Regions from separate parts of the Mus musculus genome. Here region 1 is linked to region 2. A link is a contact called in public ChIA-PET data. All regions are on one chromosome and are shown on one strand. The core of a region is the stretch at or near the end of the contact, and the rest is flanking DNA. Distances in the headings are between cores, read along the strand shown. Region 1 overlaps Cdh23 (cadherin 23 (otocadherin)). Region 2 has its middle 11 kb from the start of Mir6906.

Region 1 (5,514 bases), core at 2,266-4,765, 240 kb after region 2:
AGGAAGAAAAGGAACTATGGGATCAGGATTATGGGGCCCAGAGGCCGTCCTCTTGATAGGGAGGACTTGGTAGAGCCAAGAGACTCAGCGATCCATCCCTGTCCTGTGTCCACCACTAAGTTCTCCCCTTCTGCCCGTACTACAGACAATGCTTGCCTAAATCTTGTCAAATCCACTTGGCTTCTGATTCAGTCATCATTTTCCTGACTTGTCTGTGTTTGGGGTTGTGTTAGCGCTTCACCTTGACCTTGGGTCTGAGATAGGATTCAAGCCTTTGGGTCTCTGGTAAGCAGAGAGGGGTTCTGGAATATTCTTTTGCAACCCTCTGGAGTCGTGATGACACACTGAGCCGGTTTGTAGGGGAGTTCAGCGTTGCCTTGGTGGCCTCTAGGCTCTCGGCTTCTGAAGAGGAGCAGTGTGGGCTGCTTAGAACCTCATGGTGCACAGGCCAGGCCCAAGACCTCAGCAGCCACTGTAGTCAGCGTGGTACTTCACTGTGCAGCAGAAGCAGGCCAGGTGGGGTTCTATTGGCCATTGCATATGTGGGGAAACTGAGGCCCAGCCAAACAGAAGAAATGATTTGTCCAAGGACCTACTATGTTCCTGACAGGGTCAGCATCCCACCAGCTCCACTAGGCATTTGTTCTATTGGCTATTTCTTATTTTATGTATGTATGTATGTATGTATGTATGTATGTATGTATGTATGTATGTATGTATGAATATATATATTGAGACAGGGTCTCATGTAGCTCAGGGTGGTCTCAAATTTAAGATATAGTTAAGAATGACCTTGAACTGCTGCTCTGGCCTCTGACACCTTCTAAGTGTCTGGATGATAGGCATGTGCCTGTACCATCAAGCCTGGCTCTTCTGACTCTTGTGGCAAGGGTAGGCAGAGCCAGTGGGTGCTCACCTTGAGGATGTAGTGGTCCAGTTCTTCCCTGTCCAGGGGCTTAGCCACAAACACTTCACCAATGGAGTCATTGCTGGTGATAATCTCAAAGGCCCCAGCAATGTTACCAGAGGCCAGGGAGAAGACCACCTGTGGAAAGAGAGGGTACAGGGAAAGGAGGTGACTGGTCAGATTCATGGGGCTGCCTTGCCTCCATGCTCGCTATGACTCTATCCTTCTGGGGTCCTGGGAGAAAGAGATAATGCCAAGGAATGGGATCAGGCCGTATGTACCTGGCAAGTACCCAGTCCTGGGGATGTTAGCCAGCAGCCTCGGAACCTAGAGAGTGAGCCTGAGTCTCCCCACGTAAATGTCCATTCCCGCTTGCTAACACAAAGCTTGCTGGCTCAGACGGTCCCTGAGGACTCTGAAACACCCTCCAGCCTGGGTGGACCCTGGCTTGATGCCTACCTGTCCATTGCTGCCAGCATCAGGGTCCCGGGCCTTGACTGTGGCTACTCGCTGGCCCACAGGACAGTCCTCAGGCACACTGATGGCTGAGTCCGAGGTGAAGTCGAAGCGTGGGCTGTTATCATTCTCATCCAGAACGGTGATGTAGACCTGGGGGCAGACACACTCAGCCACCTCCTGCCTCCTTCTCCAAAATATCCTTAGGTCATGAGGTCAGCAGGGGCCTTGAGCAAACCTTCAAGTCCCAAGCTCCATCCCACCTTCTCTGAGCAATATCCGTGTGTGTGTGTGTGTGTGTGTGTGTGTGTGTGTGCGTGCGTGCGTGTGTGTGTGTGGTGTTGCACACGTATCACAGGGCCAGAACAGCAAAGAGAGGGGCCAGTGAAGACTGTCTAATATGGTACAGGGAGGGACAGGGACAGCTGGACAGCTGGGTTCCAGCTCATGGGAATGAAGGCCTGGAATAGCCCCCTGGCACTGGCTGGCATCACTTCCTGTTTTTCAGCATGATTAAGGAGTTCAGATTCTTATATGAAATAAGACGATGAATCACAGAAATGAGAATCCTGGGCTGCTGGCTGGTTGAAGCAGCTGCTGGCCAGATTTCAGCCTTCTTGTCCACAGTTCTGTATTAAAGAGAGAGGATCAGGCCAGGAGCAGGAGGCTACTGTGACCCGGTGGGGAAGGAAACTCCAGGAAACAGCATTTTCTTTCAAGTCTGAGGCCTGGATCTCGGGTGGAGAAGAGCACCAGGAACGGGAAGAGAGAAGGGTCACTGTGGGTGTGACCACCAGCCCCAGGAAGATCATAGGCCATAGAGACTACACACACGGCTACATTCACTGCCAGGGGCAGGTTGGGAGGTAGCCTGGGTTTTAAGAACTGCTTCAAGCTGCTCTACTCACCCCAGGCCAGTCCTCACCATCCTTTTGAGGGCCGTGATTTCTGGATCCCATAGCTGACAGCCTTTTGGTATGCACAGTGCTCATGGTCCTTAGGGACCCTTTCCATCTTACAGAAGAAAGCCACTGTGCCCAACCTCAAATCAGGCTGCCTTGCCTGGTTTCAGTCCCCCCAAGACTCTCCCCCCAAGCATCAGGCTGATGTCAGAAGCTGGGGGTGGTGGTAGGGGTGTCAATTCCTCCATGGCTGGCTGTGTGACTTTACACATAGTTACTCGACCTCTCTGGTTTTCCATTTTCTCAGCGGAAAACTTCTGAACCAAGAAGACTTGAGCACTGGATGTAGGAAGCAGGAAATGAGCAAGCACGGGTACAGGTGGTGTATAGTAATCTCCATTACCCCTCCTCTTCCTGTCTGATGGACACTCAGCCTTTCTCCATAGGCCTGTACTTATCTACCAGGGAATAAGTAGTCTGAGTCTGCTAAGGAAGCAAGTTGCTATGGGAAATGGAAACAGTGATAGCTAGTATACCCCATGCTCAGAGCCAAACCAGACAGAGTGAGCTGTCCTGTGTGCGTACATGCATGCGTGCGTGCGTGCGTGCGTGCGTGCGTGCGTGTGCGTGTGTGTGTGTGTGTGTAACTGGCCCTTCAAATTCTTTGGTCAGTTAGGGTCCTCACACCACAGGACCTATGTATACCCTGTTCCCTGTGCCAGAAAAACAAACAAACAAACAAACAAACAAACAAACAAACAAACCTTTCCCTGTTGGCTGCATTAACCCCTGGTCAGCCTGAGTGACTTTAGGCAAGCCCACCCCAGCGTTCCCTGACATTATGTCATAGTGACGCTGTGATAGGGTCCCCTCCCCACCTGAATCTAGCTCTTGCCTTGCAGGCAGGGTTAAATCTGCTGTGGGTTTCTGCTGCATCAGGAGCCCAGCCAGCACAGGCTGGGCCTGGCATAGTCAGTCAATGGTGGTGCTGTGGTTGCTACTTTCTGGTGGTGATAGGGGTGTGGGGGGAGAAGGGAGCCAGCTCTGGTAGGTGAAGAGAGGATGGAGGCCTTCTCCAGCTCCCAGCCTCAGAACCTCACCTCCCTGCCCATCCCCCATCCCCCAGTATACAACCCAGGAGCTCCTATAGCTGAGACTTCCTTCCGGCCTTTCCCCCCACCCCATTGCTGAAGCAGGAAGGAGTCAGGTGGAGGTGAGCTGTGGTTTGGCTACTGGCCCTGGAAAGGAAATTGTACCACCTTTAAAGGCCTTTTGTACGTGCACTGTAGCAACTCAAACAGCACGGGGGCCAACTGGGCTGGGTATCTGGGGCATGAAACAGGTTTTGCTTCTTGGAAGAGAGCTGAGTGGGGGAGAGAGTCTGAAGTTCCTGTCATCCACATCAGAAAGGGTTGCCCGGATGCCAGAGTGGTACCACGCTCTCATGGGATACCCAGCAGCCACCGAGGGCCGAAGGGCAGCGGGGGCCCACGATACCGAGGAAGATGCTAAGGTCTGCTACCCATATCTGCTAAGTTTCCTGCTGGGAGATTTAGGATGTGGTGTACTTGTCTGCTGCCCCAGGAGTTAAAGAAAGCTAAGTGTGTGTGGGTCAAAGCCCCATTCACACCCCCTACCTCTGCTCTGCCCCACCCCCAACCTGCTGAACTCCACCCTCAGGCCCAGTCCTTCTGGGGGCTCTGTCTGACACTCCTGAGCACACAGTCTTGGCAGTGGGGCTCACCCTGTGGACACAGCTACCATGCCAAGACCTCCCTGGGTGCTGGCCCTGAATACCCTCCTTTCCATGTCTCTCTTCCTGAGATCTGCCATCCCTTCTGAGGAGGGCAAGGTTGCTGGCAGGATTCTCTCTTTAGGGGGGGCAGGGGAAGCACACAGAGAGGCTAAGTAGCTTTGCTTTGTCACACAGCCTCTGAGGAGCCCTCAGGTCTCTTTCTGGGTATGTTCCAAGTATTTCTTTATTACTGCACTTCTGTCTCATGATTCCTTAGGGAATGGATGGACCATGGAGGACACAGCTTGGGAGAGGAGAATGGGTGGGCAGCAGAGGTCTGAGAGGAAGCCCTGCTGTAAATGTTTATGTTTCCCCTCTTTTTACACCGTTGATTGGTTTAGTGTGTGTTGGGGTGGCTGGGTGAGTATGGATGGGGGCGGGTAAGCGTGAACACGGGGCATGGCATCTTGTGAAGGTCACAGGATGACTTAGAGTCGGTTCTCTTCTACCGTGTGGGTCCCAGGGACCAGACCAAGGTCACCAGGCTTGGTCGCAATCACCTTTCTTCTCTGCACCAACTGGACAGCCCTCTGCCCTGTGGGCCCTATCTCCAGGGAAGGTCTGTGCACCACCAGTGGTACGAGGCAGTTCATGGGCTAACTCACCTTCTGTAGGCACAGCGGGAGCAGGGGCAGGAACAGGAAGGGAGAGAAAACAGATATAGATGGTTACTGGCTGGCCTGGTACCTTCCACCCACTGCCCATGGGTCAGGTGCTGGGGAATATTGGGTGGGGGCGGAGCTGCCACCCAGGACCCACTCACCACAGTAGAGTCCACCTTGGGGCCGCCATCGTCTGCCACGACTGTCAATGTGTAGAAGTCGCCCTTCTCTCTGTCGACCAAGCCTTTGACTGTGATCACACCCTGTGGGGTATGGGGTAGGGGTGAGGATGACAATTATCAGGCAGCCATTCTCTGCTCCAGCTGGAGCCTACCATCCCCTCACCCCACTCTGCCAGCCATGTTCACAGCACCGTCCTGACACAACTTTCCCATGAGTCTACAGGCTGAAATCCCATTGCTCTTATGGCCCATCCAGATTCCAGCCATCTCTTCTACAAGGGTCTCCTACCTCCCATCACCCCACCAGAATACTGTTCCCGCATATTCTCTGGATGCTCACACTCATAGCTTTTCTGCCCCAGAGCTCTCGGTCTGCCTACATTCCCAGTCTCCCTCGGGACAAGGCCTGGTCCACTGCAGGCATGGTTCTCATCCACCCTGCCAGGGCAAGCAGTGCACAGGCAGACATCAGAGATCAGAGCCATACTACTTGATTCACAAGGTGGGACCTGCATGTGGCGGTGGCTGGCCTGACTGCTGAAGTCTGTGCACAGGAAGACTGCTTTCTAGGAGGCCTGGGAGTTGCTAATACTGCCCTCTGTGCTATGATTGCCCTGGCTGTCAATTGCAGCCCTTCCATCAGATTGGGATTCATACCTTGACTATCATC
Region 2 (5,308 bases), core at 2,363-4,862:
AGTAGATCTTGGCAGATGAGACCCTGTGGTCCAGACTATCTCAGTTAGCTCTGTGCTCTTACCATTGCAAGAGAGACCTTGGAGAAGGCCAGCCTGATTCATCCACAGAGGACCAGGCACAGTGTGAAACGCTTAGCATTATTGCAAAGATGCCTCCCGTCTAAATTAGCCTCTCTGTCAGTAAGCATGCCCCTACGTCTCAGCTACAAAGCAGAGATAAAGCCAGATTGTGTGTTAACACATCATGGACTCTTCCCTGTGGTTTTTCCTTTAATTAAAAAACATCACATTTATTTATTTATTTTTTCCTGTGAGTGTGTGTGCGTGCATGAGCTGTGTGTAGGTCAGAAGACAACTTGAGGGAACTGGGCCTGTCCTCCCAGCAAGTGTGGGTCCTGAGGATAATTCTGGTTGTCTGGGTTCGGTGATAGGAACTTTTTTTCTACCCACTGAGCCATGCGTGTGTCTTTTAAAATCACTTCATACGATGCTGGGAAATGGCTCACTGAGTAAAGTCACATGACTTAATTTGGTTCCTGAGACCCGTATGGTGGAAGGAGACACTTGACTCTAGCAAGTTGTCCTCTGACCTACAATACACATACCCACACATACACAGCCACACTCACACTACACCCTCACCCCATATACACAACCGAAATAAAACTATAAAAAAATAAAATGACTTTGTAGGTACATGGTATCATCCATTATGGTCTCTCCTGGTGGGTTTTTTTTGGACACTGGTTCTGCTCTGTTGATATAAATAGGGCTGTGATGGGTTTGGGCCTCATCTTGGGTTATTTCTCTAGCTCAAAGTTCCAGATTGGAATGGTCATGTGACAGGTAGTGGCTTTGTTTTTTCCTTCCTTCCTTCCTTCCTTCCTTCCTTCCATCCATCCTTTCTTCCTTCCTGTATGAAAATTCACTCTATCTGCATGTACACCTGCAGGCCAGGAGAGGGCGTCAGATCTCATTACAGATGGTTGTGAGCCACCATGTGGTTGCTGGAATTTGAACTCAAGACCTCTGGAAGAGCAGTCAGTGCTCTTAATTGCTGAGCCATCTCTCCAGCCCCTTCTCATTTTCTTAATGCAGTCTGGCCTGGAACTCTGTAGGCCAAACTGGCCTTGAACTCATGGCAAACCTCCTGCCTCAGCCCATGAGTGCTGAGGGCGCAGGCACCACTGACACACTCAGCTTCCTTTCTAAGCCACAGAATATGGAAGTTGTCACGTCGTAGCCTTTCCAATGTTCCAAACACCACCACAACCTAGTTCTAGAACTTTCCTCATAGTTGTAAGCTGGGGATGGAACCCAGGATGTTGCGTGAGCTAAGCACACAGTACCAGTGAACTTAAGCCACACGGTAATTCCAACACAGCAAACAGCTTTTTCTGGAAGGCTGACCTGTCAGGGGCAGCCCTGTCAGCAGCACGTACTGTGTGAGGCCCCTCCATGCTGGCCTGCATACAAATACTGATTTCCTAGGCCTTGTACAGTTGGCAAAAGAGCCACGCATTATTTTTATTTCTTACTGGATTTGGAGACTTACACTGTGACTCTTCCGCTCAGACCTCACCACTCCCTGTAGTTTCAATAAGAAACCCCTGAGGGCCCCATGTTAGTCCCCACTTGAGAGCCCCGAGGGGGTAGCAGGGCCTTTAGGAGCTGGAGCCCAGTGGGTAGCAGGGAATTCTGGGATGTTGACCTTTTTTTCCTCTTTCTCTTTGCTTCTCGGACAAGCGAACAGCTTGCTCCACTTCAGGCTCCTCCTGTAATGGTGATTTTTCTCATTGTTTGCACAACACACCCGATAAAAGCAACACAGGAAAGAAGGGCTGATTTTGGCTCAGAGTTTGAGGATACAGTCTGTCATAGTGGGGAAGGCATGCATCAGGGACATGAGGCACGTGGGCTGGGGACAATGCCGCCCATATTTAGTATGAACCTTCCAGCATTAGTTAAACCTGTCTGGAAACCACAGATTAACCCGGAGGCACGTCTCCTAGGCAATCCCAAATCCAGTCAAAGTGACAGAGAGGTCAAACTCCACACCCCAACCACAGCCCCAAGGCATGAGGCCTAGTGACCTTGGACCAAAATCTCTGGAGTCACTTCAGAAGACCCTTCTTCCAGAAGACCTAAGCTTCTTTGGTGGACTAGTGTCTCACTCCCTGACAGTCCCCTACCTAAACACATCTTCCTTTTAACCAGCTTTTTGTCATGAGAGTGGGGTCTGGAGGCCAGACCCCGCCTGGGAACGTCACCTCTAGCTGGAAGACCATCTGTGACCACAGGTAAGTGACTGTGAAGAGAAGTAGACCGTGGGTCAGGGCTTGAGTCTATCACTAGCCTGAGCTCGAAGCTTGTTTGTTGAAGTGTTTGGATCAGCTCCAAGGAGGCTGCACAGTTGATGATGGCCAGTTCACCGGAGGGAGCCCTCCTCGGGAGCATCCCCAACTTTCAAGGCAAGTTTGGCTCTTCCACTTCATGGACCAGCATTTATTCTGAAATCATTCACCCACTGTTGACATATCCCAGCAGTCTGGATGCCCACGGTTGCTTGGGCTAGTAGCAAACAGAATGTTGCTAGGGACAGACGCAGGCCAACTGGCAGCACAGGCTGAAGCCTTCCAGACTTATGGGGTACCCACTGCTCCTGACTTCCCTGGACATGTCCCCGTTTTCAGCCAGTCTCTTACCCCTCCTTTGCCTAGCATCTTGCTTCTCTGGTATTTAGACTTCTGGGGACTGAACAGAATATATATTGACTTCACTCAAGTTCTGGGGGATGGTAGCTGGGGCCCAGGAGCTGCTGAGAACAAACCTAAGAGAAAAAACCAAATGTGCACAGACACAGCTCCATACAGGTTGCGTCCCTGCCACCCATCTGCCCAGCACTGTGACCATCACACACGTCTCAGGATGCTCGAGAAGAAGAGTACTCAACTGAAACCAAACAAAGCCCCTACCATACACATACATATTTACCTGGCATTTGACGTCAGTAAAATTGTCAGAATCCATTCATGGGTCACAGTGGGATATGTGAGAACATACATACACTGTGCAGCGGGAAAATTGGGGCACCGCCACGTCTGTCTGCCTCCACAAACATTCATTATTTCTTTGTTTTAGCAACATTCAAGGTCCCCCCCACCTCCCAGAAGGGCTTCAGGGGGCAAGAGTTAGTGCAAGAAAAGCACTGAGTTGGACAGCTGGGAAGTAAGTAATTGATTAGAGAAGTTGTTCATGCCATTGGCAGATAAGAGTAACAGTAAGGCAAAGGCTGGGAGGAGAACCCGGGCCCTAGAACCAGAAACTGACAACAAGGCAGGCTCTCTGCAGAGAGGAAATCAGGACACACAGCAGATATGGGCTCTTCCATGAGGATGGGGTGAGCAAGGCCACAGCCAGGCTCTCTGAGCCCCAGGAAGGAGACAGGGAAGCAGGCAGGGAGCAGAATGTGTGGCCACCAACACAGCCTCTGTGGTAAAGTCCCTTCCCTGGGTGAGAGATCCCAGCCCAGGGAATTTGCTAGCTAAGGCCTCACAGAGAACACGGCAGTAAAGTACCTGTTAGTGTCTGTGAGAGGCGGGTGCTGCAGACATTGTGGCCTGGCAGGACTCCAATGTCACATCCCTACACACCGTGCTTTCGGTTTCAAAATACACAACTCCTTGACAATCATGGTTTCTCCACCCAATACAAAACTCTAGTAACCCCATTTACCCATCCTCGCCCAGTGCTCTTCCCACACACTTCTCTTTCAACTACAGCTTGTGCCCACTCTGTGAGATAGCTTCTATATGAGACTATACTATTGTATTGTAGACAGCAGCTGTCTGTCTGCAATCTGACCTGTTTCACTTAATACAGTGGCCTCCGGTTTCATTCATATTGCCACCAAAGACATGCTTTTTATGGCTGTATAGTATTTCATGCATATGAGCATCTCATTTAAAAAGCACATTGATGTCTTTATTGTGTGTGTGTGTACATGCCATAGCACGCGTGTGAAAACCAGAAAAATGTCTAGCGGGCATCCACTCTCTCCTTCCGTTCTGTGTGTCCTGGGGTTTGAGCTTACTCCTGGGGCGTGACTGCAAGCGCCTTTACCAATGAGTCATCTTGCCAGGCCCCGAGGCACTGCATTTTAAGTCTGGCTATGGGCTCCTAGGTTGGTTCCATAGTCACTGTTGTGAATAGTGCTTCAGTGAGAGGGAACGGGCAGTTGTCTGTTTAGCATGCCAACTTCCTTCCCTTCCCCTGGGTATATAACCAGCGCTGAGCTTGCTGTGTCGTGTGGTTTTATTCCTAGGTTTTTAATAACACTCATACTGTCCTCCGGGATAACTGAACTAATATGAGCAGCCACCAGCTACAGAAAAGCTTTCTTTTTCTTCAAGTCCTCACCAGTTTCTGTTCTTTGTTTGTTTTGGAGTGTGTGTGTGTGTGTGTGTGTGTGTGTGCGTGCTGTAGCTCAGGCTAGCTCACTAACTATATAGCAGAGGCCGTCCTTAAACTCCAGATCATACCTCTGCCTCCCATGTGCTGGAATCTCAGGTGTGCATGTGTTACCATGACTGGCGTGTTTTTGTCTTCTTGATCAGAATCATCCTGACTGGGATGAGGTGACACTGGGGTCATTTGTGGTTTTGATCTGCCCTTCCCCAGTGATTTAGTGGAATTAAATGCTTTTTCAAAATGGTGTCAACTATTCATTTGTTATCTTGCTATATGGATTATACACACATACGGAGGTCAGAGGACACTTCTGGAACAGATAGTTCTCTCTTCCACTGTGGGCTCTGGGGATTGAACTCAGACCTTCAGGAGGAAGTGGCAATCGCTCTTACCTGCTGAGCCATTTTGCCGGCCCTCGTTGACTCTTTATCTCCCGAGAAATGTCTTTAGAGATGAGAACTTTGGTGTAAAATCAGAACTGCTTTTCTGCTGTTGAGCTGATAGAGTCCCATACACGTTCTGGAGGTCAATCCCTCGTCCCACAGGGCAGCGGCGGCGGCCTTTCTAAGCCTGCCCGCATTGCTCCAATTTTTCCATGTGCTGTTGAAACCAGCAAAGCTTTTATTCCGAGCATAACAGATAAGGGAAAGGAGGGGGCTCCATCTGGGCTGATCGTGCAAGAACACTTGCTTGCCCAGCGTGAGCAGCCCCTGGATTTGATCTCCATCCCAGAGGGGGAAACCATCAATTGTTTCTATATCAGCACCCTGAGTGTTCCCACACTGCACAGTCCTCCCTGATGGTCCTTTACAGGGACTCTGGCCACTCTTCCCAACCT

What was found. ChIA-PET counts read pairs in DNA pulled down with a chosen protein or histone mark.
Region 1: a contact with region 2 is called in an RNA polymerase II ChIA-PET map of memory CD8 T cells, with 11 read pairs. The contact joins two enhancer-like sites. A contact is called at or near these places in 4 of 39 promoter capture datasets (the 3T3-L1 cell line, hippocampal neurons and pre-B cells), 1 of 484 Hi-C or Micro-C datasets (liver), 1 of 115 datasets of contacts at active chromatin or transcription factors (memory CD8 T cells) and 1 of 9 other capture datasets (pancreatic islet).

Annotation. Positions count from the first base shown.
Region 1 is chr10:60,377,831-60,383,344 of GRCm38.p6, forward strand. It overlaps Cdh23 (cadherin 23 (otocadherin)), which reads right to left. Exons shown (of 71, transcript NM_023370.3): 34 at 4,824-4,925; 35 at 4,666-4,668; 36 at 1,367-1,516; 37 at 917-1,045. It also overlaps a transcript of Vsir not described here. Among named protein-coding and RNA genes, the nearest start is that of Gm17455, 19 kb to the right of the region's middle. Within about 2 kb of position 3,516, at least 59 of the 459 cell types and tissues checked have an H3K27ac peak or open chromatin away from gene starts, as enhancers often do. A contact at or near this core is called in memory CD8 T cells, where this site is marked.
Region 2 is chr10:60,135,244-60,140,551 of GRCm38.p6, forward strand. No RefSeq gene overlaps it. Among named protein-coding and RNA genes, the nearest start is that of Mir6906, 11 kb to the left of the region's middle. Within about 2 kb of position 3,613, at least 31 of the 459 cell types and tissues checked have an H3K27ac peak or open chromatin away from gene starts, as enhancers often do. A contact at or near this core is called in memory CD8 T cells, where this site is marked.